4 separate regions of the Mus musculus genome follow, and all the other regions are linked to region 4. A link is a contact called in public Hi-C and promoter capture Hi-C data. All regions are on one chromosome and are shown on one strand. Each heading gives the region's core, a stretch centred on a gene start, on an enhancer-like site or on the middle of the called end of the contact. The rest is flanking DNA. Distances are from core to core; before and after follow the strand shown.

Region 1 (4,986 bases), core at 1,330-3,829, 1.9 Mb after region 4:
AGATCACAGCAAGGGCATCGAGGGTTTTTGCTGTTGTTTTAAGACAGCATCTCATGTAGCCCAGGCTGGGATTGAGCTTTGCTCCTCCTGCTGTAGCTCTCAAATGCCACGATTACAGGGGTGTGTGCTGCCATGCCAAGCAGGAAGTTTTAAAGGGCCTGTGATTGGATCACACCTGTTTTGTACAAACACTGCCCTCTTATCCATGGAGAGAAACAAAGAACAATACTTGAGGCAGGGGTGGGAGGGCGGAGGCTGTGAAGAAACAGGTAAGTAGCCTACAGAAGGGGTGACTGTGGCACACGTGCAAAGGACAGAGAGGAAGTCCTGAAGAGGTAGAAGACATGGAACTGGGAGGAAGACTGGGGAATACTGTGCAGGGGAGAATATGAATGAAGTATAATAATAAACACATGTGAAAAAAATTACTTTTTGTTTTTCAAGACAGGGTTTCTCTGTGTCGCCCTGTCTGTCCTGGAAATCACTTTGTGGACCTGCCTCTGCCTGCCGATTGCTGGAATTAAAGGTGTGTGCAACCACATCTGGCTGAAAAATATATTTTTTTTTACTTTAGCTCAAAAAATTAAAAATAACTTTAAACATGGCGCTACTGTGAGACAAGATGGAAAGCAGGAGGTTTGGGGAGGCAGAGATGTTCTGCTTGTGAAAAGTGTGGTGTGTACTGTGTGCCACTGAGGTGAGCAACCAGGATGACAACTGCAGTTCCTGAGAAGTGCGCCACAAAAGCCATCAAGGCTGCGGAAGGCCCTTCCTTCCCGACCCAGGCTACAGCGGCAGCAGTAAAATGTCCAAAATGGCAGCGCCTATCAAAATAGAGGCACTATGACATCTCCTCAGCCCAAGGCCATCACAGGAGCTGTCCATGGTGGCAGCACCTTTCCTGCCTCAGCCTACTTCTGTCCTGAGGAGCTGTCCACAGTGGTGAGACCTTCTTTCAATGCCCCAGCCTACAGCCTTGATGAAGCACCACTACCGGAGTTGTTCACAGAGGCAGCACCTCTCTCCAGCCTCCCCAGCAGCCTCAGAGATGGCACCTCAGCAAAAGCTGGCTGCCACCAGGAAGGACTTCCTACTCTAAGTCATGGCCCTAATACAGGGAAAGGAGGTGAAAAATCCAATGATCCCTGAGCCCACCCCAAGCTCAGGACTTGAGATCCCACAAATCCTCATTCTGGAAATCTCTGCCCTGAGAAGCTCTGTCCCCTCAGAAATCCTATAAAAGCACTGCCCCTTTGTCCAGTTTCCTGCTGTCTGCCCCCCCCCCCCCCCCCCCCCCCCCGAGAGCAGAGGGCAGCCATTCCTAGATTAGTCCCTCCTCCTCCTCCTGGAGTCTTCCCTCCAATAAATCTCTTTCATAAAATTTCCTGCTTGGTGTAACTCTCCTGTCAGAAAAGAAGCAAGGAAGAGAAGAGAAGAGAAGAGAAGTGGAGAGAGCGGGGCTGAGGCTTCCTCTCAGAGCTGTGTGGTTCCCGGGTCCTTGTGTCTCACGATGCCTTTCCATTGGGACACCTTTCCCCTCAGAATTTTAAGGTCCCTGGGCTTCCGAGTCCCTTCCATCTGATCAGAAACACAACAACCAGACCTGGAATTGTCTGTCGATCCTTTAAAAACTACTTTTAATTCACCATTTGTGTACATATATGTAGACCCGTGGGAGTTTATGTACATCACAAGCATCCTGGTGCCCATATTTCCTCTGCTTTTTGCTTTTGAAAACTTTTCTTCAAAGGCATTCCAATCTATTCATTACACTCTACAAACGGGGTGGAAGTGTATCAGTCCCTTGCCTAACACATTCGAGGGCCTGAGTCGGCTTCCTAGCATCAAATATATATATATACACTACGGGGTGCAAGTATTAAAAAAAAAAAGTAAATTTTATAAAACTGGACCCTGGCTCTCTGCCTACGATCGAACTGCACCGGGCGCAACATCCCACCCGGGTTACCTTGAGCTCGGGGTAGCTCAGCACTACCAGGGAAGCGCAGGCCCGGACACTGTCCCCTTTCACGAAGGACACATCCACGCCCCCGACCTTCTGCAGGCCCGAGAAGCTGGGGTCCCGCTGCCAGGCCTCCGTGTCCCGATCCACCACGCGCGCTTTCAGCCGGGCTTGTTCCCTAATAGGACACGAACATCAAACGGGCTCAGGGCCCATGGGAAGAGCGCGACGCTCGGGGCGTCCCCCCTCCCAGCCCACCCTCTCTCCTTTTTGTCCATCAAGCCACACTGAGAAGGAAAAGCTCTCGGCGATGGGAATCCCCGGTACCGGAAACGAGGACCACGCCCACAAAGGCTGGCTGCAACTTCCGGCAGCCGGCGGCCCGGAGCAGGCCTGTGCCGCAGCACCGAGGGTCAGTTTCCCAGCCGCCACAGGGGCTGTGAGGTCGGAGGTCACTGGAGAAGGCCACCCCCTTGGCTAATGCACGACCCCGACCCCATTACCCTTTCCACAGCGACAGGGTTTCCTCTGGCGGCCGCTCAGCGGCCGTGTGAGCCATGGCTAGCGCCTCGAGGCTTTGAGGACGTCACTTCCGGAGCGCCGGCGCCGAGCTGTTAGCCTCGCTCGTTTAGCGTCCCTCCGCTTCAGCTGAGGTTGCCGCCACCAGGGGCCGCTGTCACAGCAGTGCTGGGCGCCGAGCGCTGACTTCTTCCCGCGCGACTCTCTCAGATGCCGGCGTCCCGTCCCGTAGGTGGGTTGGCGCACAGGTTTGGGAAATGCAAGCCCAGCTCTGCGCCTTACCTGGCGCCTCCAGCCCTCCAGCAGCTTCGGCCCCGCTCTGAAAAGATTGGCCAGCAGTTGCATCCCTCGCACACACGGAGCCCTGAGCCCTGGGGTAACGCGGTTCCAATTACTGCCAGGTTCGGGTCCGCACATCGACACATTGCGTATGAGCACGCGCTTGCGGAGCAGAAAACCTCTGTGCAAACTTGAGACACCTTTGCAGCATAGATTTTTTCAGTTGTACCGATTGTGAGAAATTAGTCCGGAATAAGAACTCAAAAACCAGTGAAGTCGAGGGTCCTGGGCGTGGGCGCACTCCATTAATTCCAGCATTTGAGTAAAGAGGATCCCTGAATACGAGGCCAGCCTGGTTTACAGTAATTGAGTTCTAAGACAACCAGGACTACACGGAGAAATCCCATTTCGAAAAAACAAAAACAAAGGATCCTCCAGACCAGGGTGTGTGTGTGTGTTAGTTAGGGTTCTTCTAGAGGAAGAGAACCGATAGAAAATACATAAAGGGGATTTAGAGCTTGCCATAAGCAGGCAAAAAACAAAAGCTTCCTTCTTTCATGTCTTTTTATACAGGCTGCCACCAGAAGGTGTGTCCTAGATAGAGGGCAGGTATCTGGACTCTTAGGTTTTAGTTCATTCCAGATATAGCCAAGTCCACAAACAAGATTAGGCACTACAGGGTGTCAACCCAAAACAAAACGCAAAGTTGGCTATGCTCAACGATTTGGTGCAGAACTGTAGTTTTTATATTCTTGATTGCATTAGTCTGCCTCATTCATTTCCTGCTGGGTGAGTACTTAATGAGGACCAGTCTTTCTGTTTCTAGTATAGGTCTCTTACCCCAAATACCCATCCTGTCCGTTTAGTACCCAGAGCCTTACCTAATGTGTATCTCCCTCTCAATGACATGAGCTCAGCAGACTGTAGTGTTTTTTTTTTTTCTTAGAGATTTATTTTCATTCTTGTAAGTCTGGTAACGAATGCAGGTGCCCACGGAGACCAGAAGAGTTAGATTCCCCTGGAGCTCAAGTTACAGGAGCCTGTGGTCCTCTTGACATGGGTGCTAGGCATTGAATTTGGGCCCTCTGAAACAGCAGCACATATTTGGCAATTGCTGAACCAGCTCTCCAGCTCTAGATTGTAGCCTTTTGTTTGTCTTTACCTTAAGACAAAAGAGCCAAGGCCAGCAGGTACCAGCAGGAAGGACTGGGGTTTGCGACCTCTTGCTTTTTTATGATCTGGTAAACTTAAGTGTATCTAAGGTACCTTCTCTGGTATTAGAAACGGATGGTTCATATTTTATTTCTTAGACCAGTAGTTCCTTAGGGATCTCTTCCTTCTGAGTTCTGGGAAATGCTGGCATTGAGTCCAGAACAAGAAAATGGGAGAGTATGTAGAACTGTACTGTGCTGTTGTGAGGGAAAAATCATAAACAAACATGGGAAGAGGACTTTGAACTGGAGGTGGGAATGGCCTGTGTGAGGCTTGGGAGACCTGAAAGTTGTCCCACAGCTCCCTAAAGGACTTTGGCACTTAATGCTTACTGTGGGGTAGATTGTCACTTTCTTCAGTGGTGTGGCCACTGTTGCCACACACACAAGACACAAGGAAGTAGGAGGACCCTTGTTGGGATGAGTGGTTTCAGTAGGGAGGAAGGGGATGAGTGAGGCAATGGGGATGGAAATGATTAGAATTCATCATCATCCATGCACAGGACAAAGAAGAAAGAGTGGGAATGTGGCGGGCAGAGGGAACAACGGTATAAATGTCCCGACGCGGGAGTGTGTGGGTGAGTGTGGTGAGCATGGTGAGTGTACAAATGCAGTAAGTGTGCAGGTGAGTGTGGTGAGTGTGCAGGAGTGTGGTGAGTGCAGTGAGAGTGCAGGTGAGTGTTTACAGCATCAGCTAAGGTTGAGGTAGCAATTGGCTTACAGTCCTAGGAGAATTCAGAGAAATGTATAGCTATGTCATATGTATGTACATTTCAAGAGGAAAGTATAAAAGTGTAGATTAGACCAATCTAGAGCGTGTGGTTTGGGAAAGGCTTCCTGTAACACAGCCAACAGGACTTGAAAGCCAGCAGGTTTTGAGCTGGGTTTTCCAGAGCTCACTGTGCACCAGCTGCTGTGCTATTGCTTATCTGTCCTGTGTTACTTTACCACAGATCGGCAAGGCATTTTGCAGAGGAAGAAACTGCAGTTTAAAGAGTGGCTGGCCTGTAGTCA
Region 2 (5,214 bases), core at 2,058-4,557, 1.8 Mb after region 4:
GCCTTCATATCCAAGTACTCAGGAGGCAGAGGCAGAGATAGGTTTCACTGTGTAGACACCTGGATGTCCTGGAACTCACTCTGTAGACCAGATTGGCCTCGAACTCACAGAGATCCACCTGCCTCTGCCTCCCAAGGACTGGAACTAAAGGTGTGTGCCACCATCTATCTCCTGGCAAAAGAAAAAGAAAAAAACACTTTAATAATAAGGCTGGAGATGTAGCTCAGTTTGTAGAGTGTTGCTTAGCGTGCACAAACTCTGAGCTTGATCACTAGGACCATTTAAGAGTGAATTCAGGGGGCTGGAGAGATGGCTCAGCGGCTAAAAGCACTGACTGCTCTTCCAGAAGTCCTGAGTTCAATTCCCAGCAACCACATGGTGGCTCACAACCATCTATAATGGGATCTGATGCCCTCGTCTGGTGTCTCTGAAGAAGCTACAGTGTACTTGTCATATGTATAAAAAAAAAATAAAATCTTAAAAAAAAAAAGAGTAAATTCCATGGTGCACACCTATAATCCTAGCACCTGGGAAGTGGATGCATGAGTTCAGGGTCATTCTGACTACACGCCAAGCTGGCCTGCACTACATAAAACCCTGACTCTAGAAAAGTATTAAACTAAAAGTTCAAAAGATATCCATTAATGTGATTTGAACAGTTTGAGTACAGGTTTAGGTAGCAAAAGAAACCACATTCAAAAGAACAGGAGAGAAAAAAACGTTTAAAATAAGAACTCCACCAAATCGAATGGGGGGGGGGGGGAGTAGAGTTGCTCTAAAACAAATTTATTTTTAGATAAACACTGCAATCAAATTTATTTTTATTTCATTAGTACTAGACATGTCCATAAAACAGACTTTATGCAGTCTCTCTCAGCCATCAGTTTAACTTAGATTGCTTTTATCCTTGTTTAAGACAGGGTTTGCACGTTGTAGTAGGGCTGACCTTGACCTGTGATCCTCCTGCTTCAAGATCCAGAGTGTTGGGATTACAAGAGTGATTTACCTTGCCCAGCATAAAATGCTTTTGACTATACACCAAGCTGGACTGCACTACATAAAACCTTGTCTCAAAAAAAATTTTCACAACTTTAATCTTAGCACTCAGCAGGATGAGGCAGGCAGATCTCTTGAGTTCAAGGCCAGCCTGGTCTACAGAGTTTCGGGACAGGCAGAGATGTTACACAGAGATATCCTGTCTCAAAAAAAAAAAAAAAAAATCAAAAAACAAAAAAATTTATCAATTTTTTGATAAAATTTAGCCAAATCAACAACTGAAACACTGGTCATTGCTAGAACTATGTTGAGGGTTCATCAACATACACCTTTTTAAAACAATCATCTCAAGTAAAAACATACCAAGTATAAACAAATGACACATTATAACACCAATTTCCTCTTTTATACTGAAAAGTTCACACAAATGAAAGAAGCCCAGGAGGAGAAAACAACTAAACACACATACACACACTATGGGTATACACAGACAAGAGACAGTAAACACACATACACACAATATGGGTGTGCACAGACAAGACACAGTACTCCCCTTTTGTTAGACCAGGAACTAACAGCACTACAGCTGGCTGTTTTCTTTGCTACCAACATCTCATGACACTCCACGATCAGAAGAACGGCCAAAAAACTGAACCCAGGTTCCAATCCATCATACCCCATGCTCCCTAATTTCCACTGAGGAAATTTTATCTCCAGGTTACAGTGACCACAAGTCACATACACAGGGAGTCAGCCTCACAGACAAGATGTTCAAAGGACTGGGATGAAACCTGCTGCAACCTTAAAATAACTTTGCCTGAATTTGTTATTGGCTAAACATTTCAAGTCATCTTGTTTTCCAACACACTTTATCAGACATCTGAACTTCAGGCAACCTGGTTATTTGAAAAAAAGCAGACTACAAAAATAGACTAAGCACGTTAACTATTATTTCCCAAGTTGTCTTTTCTCTAAGTGCTACTAAGTGTAGTAAAGGGCATATAAGTATCTGTGAAACTATAGTTCCTAATTTGGTGTTTTTCCCCCCTCTGAATTAAAACTCGTTTTTAACGCTACTCGGTGAGAAGAGACTAGCCAAAACCCGAGTCTGGAATAGCTTTTTGGATTTTAGTGCAACATGTGTCTTCGAAATACCCGCATCCTTCTAAAAAGGCTGTCCTTGCTCAGAACTTTCTTAGTTGGAAAACTACGAACTCAAAAAGGTGCCATGAGAAGCCACTCACCCGATCCTTCATTCTCCAGCTCTGCGCTAAAGATTTGGAGCCTTCGATTTTCTCACAATGTCTTTTCTTCATAAAAGCCAAAGGCAAGTTCCAATCTGTAAGGTCCGCCTCATCTTCCTCCCCGAGTCCCATAAGAGGCGACTGCAGCATCTCCGACTCCATCAGGGGAGGAGGGGGAGGGGGAGTCCTTGGCAGCAGGCGCTCGAGAACCTCCAGCCTTAAAAACTAGTGTGGACCAGAACTGGTAAAATAAAATACGGGAAAACGGGAAGCTGGGAATAGAGACGGCGGCAGAGCGTTCGAAGATCCTTATTGAGGCTAAACCTCGGAGATCTTTATCTCGAACTCTGAGCGCGAAGTTGGAGGGGGCGGGGTGGGTGGCGAGCCCGTGGGTACCCAAGCCCGCAGGACCCGGACGAGCGGCGACACGCGCGCCCGGTCGCCGGCCCCCGCAGCTCTGCAGGCCGTCAGGAGGGCGGCAAGCGGGACTGGCGGAGGCGGGAGAGACTTCAGGCCCGGCGATGACCCGGCTCTCGGCCTCCAACGCCTCAGTGGCTCCCGGCGGGCAGGCCGGCCCGCTCGCAGGGCGGCTTCTCCGACTGTGCTGGCCCGGCTGAGGCCTCAAGGGATCGGGATCGGGGGGCTTCGGGGCTCGCCCAGCGGCTCTCAGCCCTGCGGGTCCCGCACTCGCCTGAGGGGCTGCAACCTGAGCCAGGACCGGCCCATCGTGCCCGTCCGCAGCCGGGCTCCTCAGCCACCGGGCCGCGCGGCCAGGCCCGTGCTGGCCTTCTGCTTCGTGGCTCTCTCCTACCCAGGAACGAGTCCCGATACACACGCGACACGGGCCCGCGGACAGCACAGGGACACTGGGCTTATTAGGTCAGGGGAGTTTTGCCCTCTGCTCTGGAGCCACAGTGAAAACTCCTCTCATCAGCACATCAAGGAGGACGCCATATTGCCAAGGCCCAGCATGCACCGCTATCTACGGCGCGTCCAATAAGCCAAACCTCTTCGAGCGTTCTCACCGCTCTACCCCTGCTAGGGCGTAGAGCTCGGTGTTCCGTCCTCCCTTCCCCCACGCCGTTACCGAGGTTACCACGTCTTTTCTCCTTAGTTGATCTCCACTAGTAAAATAGACCATTTGCGATTGAAACTATGTCCGTTCAGTTATTTTTAAAAGCTTTTTGCTACTACAAACAAAGCTTCGTGCCTTGATATTAAAGAAAGAAACCACTTGGTTTCGTCATGATTTTAAAAGGTGGTATTTTTAAAAAGCCTCAGAAAAGACCATTGATATTAGACACATAAGACTATCGGGACTTTCTTTTGATATTTCCACTTTTAAAAGAGACCGATTTCATCGATTACGAATTTTTTGTCTGATATACTTTATTTCCTGAACAGTATATTCTTATTTTGCTACAGTTTCATGTGCAAACGTCTAAAGCTGCCCACAGAAGCAAGCCTCCCTGCTGTTGACTTCTCTGGTTCAGTTCAGTAAATCTCAGATATTGACACACTCTGAGAACTGCTTTGGTGCAATGGAAATATAAAGTAAATGTAACGAGGTGCCAGCCTTTCGTAACCAGGGTGCGAGTGAGACACTTTTTGGTTTTTTTTGGTTTTTGGTTTTTTGTTTTTTTGTTTTTTGGTTTTTTTTTGTTTTTTTTTTTTTTTTTTTTTTTTTTGGTTTTTCAAGTCAGGGTTTCTCTGTATAGCCCTGACTGTCCTGGAACTCACTTTGTAGACCAGGCTGGCCACCACCGCCCCGGTTAGTGAAACACTCTTAACCTTTAGCTAGAGTTCAGTCAACAACTGAGCCCACCTTCAGCTTTGGTGTTAGGGGAGCCTCTGTTAGTCAATGTTACTAATTTCAAGCTGCATTTTCTCAGTCTTAGGTTCCTGAACCATAAAGTTTGGATAATATTAAAGAATATTACTAAAAGGATAAAAATTTAGCTTGTAAAGATGCCCAGGCCAGCCTAAGCTACAAAATAAGACCCTTTCTTTAAAAAAAAAAAAAAATCCACTTTAAGAGAAGGGTTGAAAGCTGGGCCTGGTATTTAATCCCAGCACTCTGGAGGCAGAGGCAGGAGGATCTCTGTTAGTTGGAGGTCAGCCTGGTCTACAGAGCTAGTAGTTCCAGAACAACCAGAGCTACAGAGAGAAATCCTGCCTTGAAAAACAAACAAACAAGATGTGAAGGCATTGCAAGCCACCACTGAGAGTGAGCTCTGACTGATCCTGGTATGTTTATAAAAAGATAAAGACAGAAAAAATATGTTCTATGGGGGGAGGGGGAGGAATGGGGAAAGGGGGTTCCTCCGTAGACCCATGCTGAGGCATTCCTTCCCCCTGAGAGACCAGCCACATGTATAGAGTAGAGTTTATTCAGGGCATGGGGAGGGGAGTTAAGAGGGTAGTAGAGGCAGAGAAAGGGAGAGAGAAGGATAGAGTAGAGAAGTAGAGGTGAGCCATGGCCTTGAGCACATGGAGAGAGAGGGAAGGGAAGGGAGAGGGGTAGGAGAGAGCAAGAGCAGGAGAGAAGCAAGAGATCAAAAGCAAGAGTAAGAGAGGGATGAAAGGGATAAACAGCCCCTTTTATAGTGGGTCAGGCCTACCTGATTGTTGCCAGGTAAGTGTGGGGTGGAATTTAGACAGAATGCTAACAGGTCCCACAACTCCAATGTAGTCTACTAACTGTAGGCCTTACCACTAAAGCCTGGGTTAATCTGCAGATGTGTTCCTCAGAGTAGATCCAGGGTTGGACACAATGTGACAGTCCCTAACACAACCCTGCTAGCATCTGAGAGTCCAGGCTGCAATCTCAGATCCCTCTCACAAGCATGTGGGAAGTGTTTCCTGCTGTTTAGTTATCACCCCCCAAGAATTCCTGAGGTTACAGTATCACACAGAGCCCATTATCCTCCTAGTCTCAGAGCAGTGCACCAAAATCGAGTGTCCCCATTACCAC
Region 3 (5,042 bases), core at 1,586-4,085, 1.2 Mb after region 4:
TCAGCGGTTAAGAGCACTGATTGCTCTTCCAGAGGTATTGAGTTCAATTCCCAGCAACCACACGGTGGCTCAGCGGTTAAGAGCACTGATTGCTCTTCCAGAGGTATTGAGTTCAATTCCCAGCAACCACACGGTGGCTCACAACCATCTGTAATGGAATCCAATGTCCTCTTCTGGTGTCTGAAGACAGCTACAGTGTACTCATATACGTAAAATAAAATGAATCTTAAAAAAAAAAAACAGGGCTGGTGAGATGGCTCAGTGGGTAAGAGCACCCGACTGCTCTTCCGAAGGTCCGAAGTTCAAATCCCAGCAACCACATGGTGGCTCACAACCATCCGTAACGAGATCTGACGCCCTCTTCTGGAGTGTCTGAAGACAGCTACAGTGTACTTACATATAATAAATAAATAAATCTATAAAAAAAAAAAAAAAAAAAAAAAAAAAAAAAAAAAAAACAAACCCAAAAACGATTAGTGTTTGTTGTAACTTTTTTTTTTTTTTTTAAAGCCAGCGTCTCCTTTGGCCCAGGCTGGCTTCGAACTCACTATATACCTGAGAATGACCTAGAACTTCTGATCCTTCTGCCTCAGTTTGGGAACCATAGGTATATACTACCACACCCAGTTTACACAGCTGGAACCCAGGACTTTTTGCATACTAGGCAGGTACTCTACCAATTGAGCCACATCATAGCCCTGAATCATTCGTTTCAGTGGAAAATAACTGGAAACAACTCAGGTGCCCTGAGCAGAAGAAAGGGTATGCGTGCATTATGGGATGTCAGTAGTAAGAATGAATGATTCATAGCACATATTCAAGATGATGGTGAATTTTTGTAAATAAGGTTGCGTGAGAAAGCTGGGACAGTTAAAGATGCAAAAACGCTCTCCCTATTCATGCACAACGAATTAGTAAGCCTAGAGCTTAGCTCACGAAACAGAATACAACAGGTAGTTAAATCAGATTGTCTCTACTGTATGGTGCCACTAGGAGAGAGTGGAGAGGGAGTGTCAGAGTGGCCTGCTTTGTGATTGTGATGGTGTCTAGACCTCCAGGCTCCTTCCCACCTGTTGCTCCACTTCTGCTCAGGTCCTGCCCTGTTCCCAAAGTGTAAGATGGCTTTCTATCACCATGTTTATGTCTATGTTCCCAATCCCATGATGAACTGAAAAGTTACCTGCTTCTTCTTCTTCTTCTTCTTTCTCTCTAAGTACACTGTAGCTGTCTTCAGACACACCAGAAGAGGGCATCCGATCTCATTACAGATGGTTGTGAGCCACCATGTGGTTGCTGGGAATTGAACTCAGGATCTCTGGAAGAGCAGTCAGTGTATCTCTCCAGCCCTGAGCAGCCCCTTCTTAGGGATGAACATCAGATACATGAATATGGAAACACAGAAACGGGTCAGATAGATTGTGGACAATGACTTCACTTACAAACGATGAATACAGACACTTAGTATTTTGGTTTTTTCTTTTTAAAGATTTATTTATTTAATGTATATGAGTACACAGTTGCTGTCTTCAGACACACCAGAAGAGGGCATTGGATCCCATTATGATGTGGTTGCTGGGAACTGAACTCAGGACTTCTGGAAGAGCAGTCAGTGCTCTTAACCACTGAGCCATCTCTCCAACCCTATTCTGGCTTTGTATTCAATTACTCCTTTTTTTTTTTTTTTGTTCGAGACAGGGTTTCTCCACGTAGCCATGGCTGTCCTGGAACTCACTTATGTAGACCAGGCTGTCCTCAAACTCAAGAGAGCTGCTTGTCTCTGCCTCCTGAACGCTGGGATTAATGGCTCATGCCACCAATTGCTCTTTCTAGCTTTTCCTTTCTCTCTCTCTCTCTCTCTCTCTCTCTCTCTCTCTCTCTCTCTCTCTCTCTCTCATCTCTAGAAGCTGCTCTGCCTGATGCTGGAAGAATTTGTCCCTTGTCTGAGATCTTGCATGGGCCTCAAATTGTTTTCTAGGAGAGCCTCTTTAGGCAGCTTGAAGTTCCTCCTTGCATGCACAGCTCTGGCCTCCTGGAATCATTGTGGGGTCTTTCTTGGACCTCAGGTCCCTAGGCCTTCATTCACCACAGACACCACCATAAAGAACACTGCCAGGTGCCAGTAATCCACTTAGGTGTTGGAGCGTTCTCTTTTCTCTAGTCTCTTTAATGTCCATTACTCCAGGAAGAATTCTCATTAGTCCTTCCAGTACAGAAGCCACCATCTCTTGAAATCCTAGATTTCCCTAGTCTCTCCTTTTTACCTTTCCTCTGGTTTTCTTTCATATTAGGGCAGTAGACCATTTTCACCCACTTAGCGTATCAAACAGACACATCTCCATGCTCCCTCCTCCAGGCTGTTGTGACTTTGCTGAGTCTCTGAACCTCCCGGTGTCCCGATGATTTTTATCTGTAAAACGTTAAGTGCTAATTTTGTCCCAATAAGTTGGCATTCAGTCTAGACAGGTCCTCCAATTGTGACCCAAAATCCTTCCTGTGCGCAAGGACCTGAAAATTAACCCTCAAGAGCCCACTCCTCACCTGAAAGGTAGTCCTTCTCTTTCTCTCCTGTTGTTCCACTAGAGGTTGTACCCAGCAAATGACTCTTCTACCAGCGGCCACAGTCACTAGTCTAAGCCTGGAACCCCTAACCCAGATTGTAGCCCCGCCCTGATTCAGACCCCGCCCCACGTCCCGCCGTCCCTCCCCCCACATACTTCTTATTGGCCAGAGTTACGCCTAGCTCCGCCTCTGGGCCCACCCAAACCACGCCTCCTCGGGCATACACACCTACTTCTAGTTGGCTGGCGTCCCGCCTCATCCCGCCCTTTGATACCGTCACTTCCTGGTAGAGTAGGCTCCGAAGGCGGAAGTTTGGGTGCCGGAGGCAGCGAAGCGGAGCTGAGGTGTTGCTAGCGTTGCCTGCGGCGCTTCCGGGTTCCCGCTTCACTCTGGGGAGGCGGAGGCGGGAACCTGGAACCATGGCTATGAGGCTGCTGCGGAGCCTGGCAGGGTCTGGAGGCTGACCTCGCGACGCCTGTCCGCGGCCCCCCCTGCTTCAGGTTTAGGGTTATCTAGGGTCGCTCTGTCCTGGTCCCTAGACCCTCAAAATGACGGCCGCCTCCACCTCCAAGTGGGGGCTGATCACGAACGTGGTGAACAGCATCGTGGGCGTCAGCGTGCTCACCATGCCTTTCTGCTTCAAGCAGGTGAGTCGAGGGCGCGGGGGCATCAGGTTGAAGTGCTCGTTTGGTGGGAAGGGGGTGTGAGCACCGCGGGTCGGGAAGAGACCCAAGCAACGTCCCCGAAGCGAGTCGCGGTCCGGATCTGCGCGCTCAGCGGTTGCTCACACTGTACGGAAAGGCACAGAGAAGGATACGTTAGCGGATTGATAGTGGTTTTGTTGGTCCTGTTTTTGACTCTGACCGACTGCATGGCACGGAAGCATGCCGGTCCTCGGCTTCGGCTACTCACCTTTACTCAAGGCGATTTAAAGCATTCGTTTGGTCTGATCTGTATCATGTGTCACCGCAGTTGGAAAAGCCGGCATACAAAAAAGTTTGGTGTTATTTCTGTGTTGAATGCCACATGAAAAGATGGTCATTTCTACGTGGCTTTGTTGTGTCTGCCAGTGAGTTGCGGAAGCAGATGGAAACGTCAAATTGGGTAATGACTCTCTTAACAAAGGGAGTGGCGGGGTTCCCCGTCGCTCATCCATGCCACGCGGGCTGCTGTCCTGTTCTATTGAAACAGTGGGTTATCAAGGCAGAGACCACTCCTCCTATCTGATGACTCCCAGGAGATGAGGTGGAAGATTAATCCGGGATAGACATTTGGAAGTGAAAATGGGTTGTTGATAATTTAATAGTAGACTAACAACTACTTCGTGTGTTTTGTCGTTCACATCCCAGGCTAAAAATAGAAAACAAGTTTTTTTAATCAATGAGTTTTTGATCCTCAACAACCTATCCTGATTGAGACTGTATCTAGGGTTCCCGGGTAGGGTATTTGATATGGTTAATAGATGTAGACAGGAGGACAGAGCTAGATCCTCTGGGGTGACATCTGTGTTGTGAACCCCAGTGTTGAGTTGTTGGGGGATGGTTTTGGGTGTCTTTGGAGTGCCTACGTGTCCCAGTGTCCATGGAAACTGTCTGTCAGCAGAATTGCATCCTGGGACTTGAGTGTTGGCTGGTTTCGAATCTCCAAGTGAACTCTGTCATCCTTGCTGCCTGTCTGTGAAGTGTGACTGACCCTTTACTGGGGTCTGTCATAGCTGACTGGGAAATTAGCTGTTTGGGCTCAGGTGGTTGAGCAGTCTCTTGTGGAGCCTGGCTGTGCACAGGTGCTAGGCCTCTACCAGAGCAAACGGAGATGATGAGCCCAGTGAAGATCTGCTTGGGGAGAGCTTGGAACCCAGTGCAAGAGAGACCAGAAACAGTCAAACTGTGCCTAAAACCTGTCAGTTCCTATCACTAGATTGTTATCTCCTCCGGAGCCTTGGGGCAAAGCCATGAGTCCAGCAGAGTGGGGAATGTCTTAGTGTTTAGGGGGAGCTAAAAAAAAAAACCAAAAAAAAAACAAACCTTTGGGTTTAGAGCTAGTTTGTTTAGTGATTCCGGCAATTAAAAAGGAGAAACATTTTATTGTATTTAGTGTGTGGAAAACTGCATATATTTTAAATGCACACTTGATGAATTTTCATGAGGTAAAGGAACATATGTACCTTACTGTACACTTGAGGAATTCCATAATGCTGGCACACTTACCAGTTAGTTGTTCCCACCCACCAGAAGACGACTACCTGTTGCTCGACTGTGCCAGAGGTTGGATGTGGCTTGGTTTGACTTGGAGGAGGTGGGGTCATGGTGTGTGGGAGTCAACTTGTGGTTGATAATGCTATGTTCTGGATAGACCTGTGTTTCTCTGGGGGCACACACAGATCCTGCCCTGGGTGTGTGTGTGTGTGTGTGTGTGTGTGTGTGTGTGTGTGTGTGCCTGCCAGCACAGGTGTTAGATGCACAAGTGCATCATGTCCTCTGCAG
Region 4 (5,196 bases), core at 955-3,454:
GATGTGACTTTTTATCATGATTGTTGTGCAACTTTTTCTGTAACTGCTTTTATATGGCTGATAAAATGTGTGTAGTGAATACATGTTCAAGGAAATTTCAGAAGCAATGATAATCAGATAATCTAGCATTACTGATACTACAAGAGGGGCCTTTTGTAAACATTTTAATGTCAAAGCCCCAACTTATAAAAAATGCTGCAGTTTCACAGGTTGTGTACAACAGGTCTGTCCCATTTGGGTAGGACATGGATTTGATAAAGTTTTTGCTATGTTGTTTACTACATTTTGAGATTAATAAGTAATCTATATTCATATTTTTCTGTAAACCTACATATTTTGTACAAAGTATCCTACAAGTTCTGAAACTATGGGAAGAAAATGCCAAAGATATCTCCAATTATGTTGAACAAAGCCAGCATTGTTTCAACAGATTAGCAAGGAGAGAGGTATTTCAGTAAAGGAGAAGTAAAAACAGTTATTTAAGGACTATGTTTCTCAATAAAGTGGATACTTGCTCCTCTCTTGACAGAGTCGTGGTATCTCTTTCTAGATCCAGGTACAGCACAGCTCTCTTCTGCACTTGTCTCCTTGCCTGTTTCATGATGTTTACCCCAAAGCTTAGTTTTGTCCTATGTCATCTTTGGAAAGGATTTCTTCCCAGAGAAGAAATGCAGAGAAAACACGTAGTGCTGTATGTCATGACGAATGCCTAGTATCCCGGTTCTTGGGAGCTTGAAGCAATATTACTGTGATACTTTGACCAACTTGGAGCTACATCGTGAGTTCCAGGGTTAGAGAATGAGACCTTGTCTCAACAAGATAAAGTGGAAGTACTGAAAGAAACACGCTCTCATGTGGCTCCTGGTAAGTGTCAGAGGTTTGTTAGAGCTGTGGCCAGACATTTCCCTAGAGATGAAGCCCTTGTCACTCCTTGCCAACAAAAAAACAAAAACCAAAAACCAAAACAAAGCCACCACAACATTCTGGCGTTATAAAGGCTCAAGTATAGGTCTCTCTTCTGGTCCTGCTGCTTAGGAAGCTAGACCCTATGAGAGATTAAACAACAGGAAAACTGAAATAAGATAAAGCTTGGATACCCTAAGTTTTTATTAGTGATTTACAATGTCTTAACATTTTTTGAGTCTCCAGATACATAATAACAATGTCCTTAGAGAAGCAGGAGTGTAGCCATCTGAGCCACTGAAGGCCTGAAGCTGGGGTCATCCAGCCCTGTGGAGATGAGGTGAATAGATATCCAGAGAGGCAGGTGAGTGTGTAAGCCAGTGAAACCCGAAGGAACAAGGCCTCCTTGACAGTGGCCAACTATCAAGACATCCTGCCAGGACCTTCACAGCCACCTTATTGTTGTGCAAATGTTCTCACAGATGGTGAGACCGTTTAGGGCTTGAACATTCATGCCTCAGCTGCCCTTTCTTAGGTTCATAACTAGAGAGATGAAAGGACAGTCCCTGAAGTGGTTTCCCCTCCCCTCTTCAGTGCTGATGGGATGAATGGTGGGCTGTGTGGGACTAGGGTCCTTCTGCTTAAGCTTCTTGAATCCTAAGACGCTACAAGTCTTCATTTGGGGGAAAGGATGGTAAACAGGTAAGGGGAGAAGCCAGTGAGGAGAGAGGGAACCAGAGAATGAATTGTAGTAGAGAGGAGAAAGCACCAGCTTCCAGAGCCATCCCAGACCCCTGTAAACAGAGCACCCCAAACAACAGTCGCGAGGTCTGGGGATCTTTTCTGTGAGGTTATGTCCTATTATGTCTCTTTGGAAATTTGTGTCTGTGAGAGGACGTGTCAGATGGTTGGGAAAGCTCGGGAAGAAATAGGGGATAGTCTGTCTGTGTTTGTCTCTCGGGGAAAATGCAGGTACCATTACACGAAGGCTGCTTCTGGTCGAACACGATGTGTATCGTGGGAACGCGGTGAGGGTTTCAGGAGACTGTGTTGTGGGCAGGAGCGTTGGCGCAGTCTCTTCTCTGCCCTGTCCTTGGTCCCATCAGTCCTGCCCTGCTTGTGTGAGTGCGGGGCACCCAGCTCTCTCCGCAGCTTCCCCTCGGCTGCGTCCTGCCCCGCCCCTTATGGACGCGCCCGGCGAGCCCTCGCCACCTACTTCCCGCCACCTACTTCCCTGCAGTGGACGCGTCTGTCCCTCGGCGCTTGCTGGTTGCGCGCACGCGCGCCCACAGATCCGCGCGCACTGATGACGCAGCACTGACGACACACGCACGACGCAAGTCCCCAGGACCCTGGCTTCCGGCCGCGGCGGCCCTAGCGCCGCGCGACCGGAGAGATCGCCTGGTTGCGAGCGGTATGCGGTGCTGAGGAGCCACAGTCCCTACGACGGCGCCATGAACCTCCTGCCGTGTAACCCTCACGGCAACGGGCTGCTGTACGCCGGCTTCAACCAGGACCACGGTGAGACCCCGGGCCCAGCTCCGTGGTAACACCCCAGCCCTTCCGGGAGACCCCGACCCAACGCTACCGCGACCGCAGGGCCCCGGAGCTGTCGCGAGCGTCCCCCGGACCCTAACCGGAGACTCGGTCGCGCCCTGAGAGCTCAGACTCTGGCGGCTCTTTCAGGAAATCTCCGAACCGCTCTGTAGGGAGGACCCCCCCCCCCCGCGGTCCTTTCCAGCCCGGGCACCCATAGCGGGGAGAAACACCCACCCCACCCCACCCCTCCGCGCGCTGCCGCCGCCCGGGTCGGCGGGCAGTGCCACTTTTTTACCGGGTACCTAAGAACCCGCAGGCTTACTGCTGGGCGTCAGGGTCTCCAGCGCTTACGTTGCCAGCGGGTGGCGTAGCGGGACCTGCCCGTCGCGGGGCGGCAGTTTGTCGTGGTTCTTGCGGCTGGCACCTTCGTGGAGTGTAGGTTCTTCGCCTTGATGTCTTAGCTGTACGCCTCTCCCTCCCCTCTGGTATTTTCTTCTGTTCTGTAGGATGAAAGGACTTACATGATTTGCGTTCCCGTGACTGCCTCTTGCCTCTTGAGTTTGGGGTCTTGGAGAAGGTATTCTTGCTTCCAAGATAATGGGCGGGAACCCCTCTTAGTGGGGATTATATCCCCGAGACGCTTTTTCTGCGTAACCCTCACTGTCCTGGAACTCACTCTGTTGACCCTGTCTCTGCCTCCCGGGGTGCTGAGATTAAAGGAGTGTGCCACTATGTCAGCTAACTTCCCTTTTCTAAATCTCCTCAAGGGAAAAGGGTAAAGGCTGATACTCTGGGCTTCTAAGAGTTATAACATCTTAGCTTTCCGTATGTAAAATTTCGAGGTGCTGTAGCAAATGTATGACTTACTGTCTTGGAAAGTGAACTTAACTTGATTTTTGTTATTGTTGGGACTGGATCTTGCTCTCCTGTTCAAGCTTATCTTAAGCTGTGCTCCAGGAATCTTCCCTTCACAGTCCCTGGAGCAAGTGGGATTGCATGCTCACTCTATTGCCCCTGGCTAAGAAGATGAGTTTTTTTGATTTTTATGTTTATTTTTATTTTTGAGACAATTGGCACTGTGTATCTCTGGCTGTCCTGGAACTCCCTAAACCTCCTTAAAAATGTTCACCACCTGGCTGTTTTTATTTTTGAGGTGGGGATCTTACTATTACAGACTATAGTTAGGTAGTGCTTTAAGTAGGTAGTGCTATTGTGCATCCCATTTGCATATATTCTCTTAGAGTCCATGTGCTAGGCATTTGAAGAAGTTTGAGGGATGCGTTCACTATAATCAGAACCTGTAGGATAGCTATAAGCTATAACATTTCCAAGGTAAACCAAGGTAAGAGGGAGAGAATGTGCATAGCCCATTACAAGTGTGGAAAGCCTTCCTTTAGATCGGACAGAGATAGGCAAAAGTATTATTGTCCTGTGGAAGCACAGACAGTTCTGGGAAGAGAGCAGTTAGACTCCAGTGTGGTGGCCTTGAGCAGTACGGGATTCCAGGCCTGGTTGCAGTGTTAGGGTTGGTCCCATTGTGGAACTGTGAAGGAGCAAGCGCATGTAGCATCAGCACGTGGGGGCTGAGAGGCTCATGGACATCATATGAGTTCCAGGACAGTTAGGGCTACACAGAGAAACTCTGTCTTGTAAAACCAGAGGGAGAGAGAGGAGAGAGAGAGAGATTAGCTTTTATCCAGGTGTGGTGGCACATACCTTTAGTCCTAGCATGTGGGGAGGCAGAAGCAAGCAGATCTCTTTTGAGTTTGAAGCTAGCCATGTCTACAGAATAAGTTCCAAGACAGCCAGAGCTACATAGAGAAATCCTGTTTCCAAAAAGAAAGAGAGACAGACAGACAGACAGACAGAGAAAAAGAAAATAGCTCTTGAGCTAGCAAATTGTCTAAGTTACTTTTCTGTGTGATGAGACACCATGACCCAAGTCAACTTATACAGGAGTTCATTGTGAACTTAGAGTTTCAGAGGGTTAGGGTCCATGACCGTGATGTCAACGGGGAAGCAGGCATGTCACTGCAGCAGTGGCCGAGAGCTTACACCTGTTCCACAAGCAAGAAACAGAGACTGAGACTGGGAATGGTGTGAACTTTTTGGAGCCTCAAAGCATGCTCCAAGCGACACACCTTTTCTATCAAGACCGTATCTCTTAATCTTTCCTAAATAGTTTCTTCAACTAGGCAACAGGTATTCAAAACCATGAGCTGATTGGGGCCATTCTAACTCAGACATTCACAGGAATGTAGCCCAGTTTATGGAGCTTTCATGAGGTCATATAGGTTTGGGCTCCAGTACTTCCCTTAACTGGAGTGGTGATATAGTCCTGTAATCTCAGCCTTGGGGAAGTGGAGGCAAGAGGATCCAGAGTTCAAGGTCATCGTGGACTACATGAAGCCCTGTTTCAACGAGACAGACTTTAATGCAGTTTCTGGCTGCAGTTAAGCCTTATAGTATGAACTCGCATCAAACAGTTGAGTCAGTCACAATTTGGTTTTGTATATACTGATTTCTAGATTTGATTGTTTTTGTTTTTTGAGACAGGGTTTCTCTGTAGCTCTGGCTGTCCTAGAACTCAATCTGTAGACCAGGATTTCCTCAAACTCACAAAGATCCTCCTGCCTCTGCCTTCCAAGTGCTAGGATTAAAGGCATGTGCCACCACTGACTGGCTGCCATTGGTGTTAAAACACCTATTAAAAATTGAGTTTAGAAATCACTTTGTGTGTGTGCGCGCGTGTCC

The links. A called contact is a pair of places that touch in the nucleus more often than the background predicts. Capture Hi-C pulls out chosen DNA fragments and counts their contacts.
Region 1: a contact with region 4 is called in a Hi-C map of CD4 T cells, with 2.5 times the contacts expected there. The contact joins the promoter of Endov here to the promoter of Wdr45b in region 4.
Region 2: a promoter capture Hi-C map of liver shows a contact between it and region 4, with 4 times the contacts expected there. The contact joins the promoter of Rptor here to the promoter of Wdr45b in region 4. A contact is called at or near these places in 1 of 39 promoter capture datasets (pre-B cells) and 1 of 9 other capture datasets (liver).
Region 3: a contact with region 4 is called in a Hi-C map of B cells, with 7 read pairs. The contact joins the promoter of Slc38a10 here to the promoter of Wdr45b in region 4. A contact is called at or near these places in 1 of 39 promoter capture datasets (pre-B cells) and 1 of 484 Hi-C or Micro-C datasets (B cells).

Annotation. Positions count from the first base shown.
Region 1 is chr11:119,488,940-119,493,925 of GRCm38.p6, reverse strand. It overlaps Endov (endonuclease V), which reads right to left and starts at 2,579. Exons shown (of 9, transcript NM_001164636.1): 1 at 2,467-2,579; 2 at 1,970-2,141. The coding sequence starts at 2,522. It overlaps A930037H05Rik (RIKEN cDNA A930037H05 gene), which reads left to right and starts at 2,691. Exons shown (of 4, transcript NR_153849.1): 1 at 2,691-2,883; 2 at 4,926-4,986.
Region 2 is chr11:119,600,998-119,606,211 of GRCm38.p6, reverse strand. It overlaps Rptor (regulatory associated protein of MTOR, complex 1), which reads right to left and starts at 3,307. Exons shown (of 34, transcript NM_028898.3): 1 at 2,241-3,307. The coding sequence starts at 2,402.
Region 3 is chr11:120,149,144-120,154,185 of GRCm38.p6, reverse strand. Slc38a10 (solute carrier family 38, member 10) reads left to right here and starts at 2,835. Exons shown (of 17, transcript NM_024249.5): 1 at 2,835-3,206. The coding sequence starts at 3,108. It overlaps Gm11769 (a long non-coding RNA gene), which reads right to left and starts at 3,779. Exons shown (of 3, transcript XR_389232.4): 1 at 3,472-3,779; 2 at 2,788-3,348; 3 at 1,465-2,407.
Region 4 is chr11:121,351,455-121,356,650 of GRCm38.p6, reverse strand. Wdr45b (WD repeat domain 45B) reads left to right here and starts at 2,204. Exons shown (of 10, transcript NM_025793.3): 1 at 2,204-2,424. The coding sequence starts at 2,358. Rab40b (Rab40B, member RAS oncogene family) reads left to right here. Exons shown (of 6, transcript NM_139147.3): 6 at 1-530.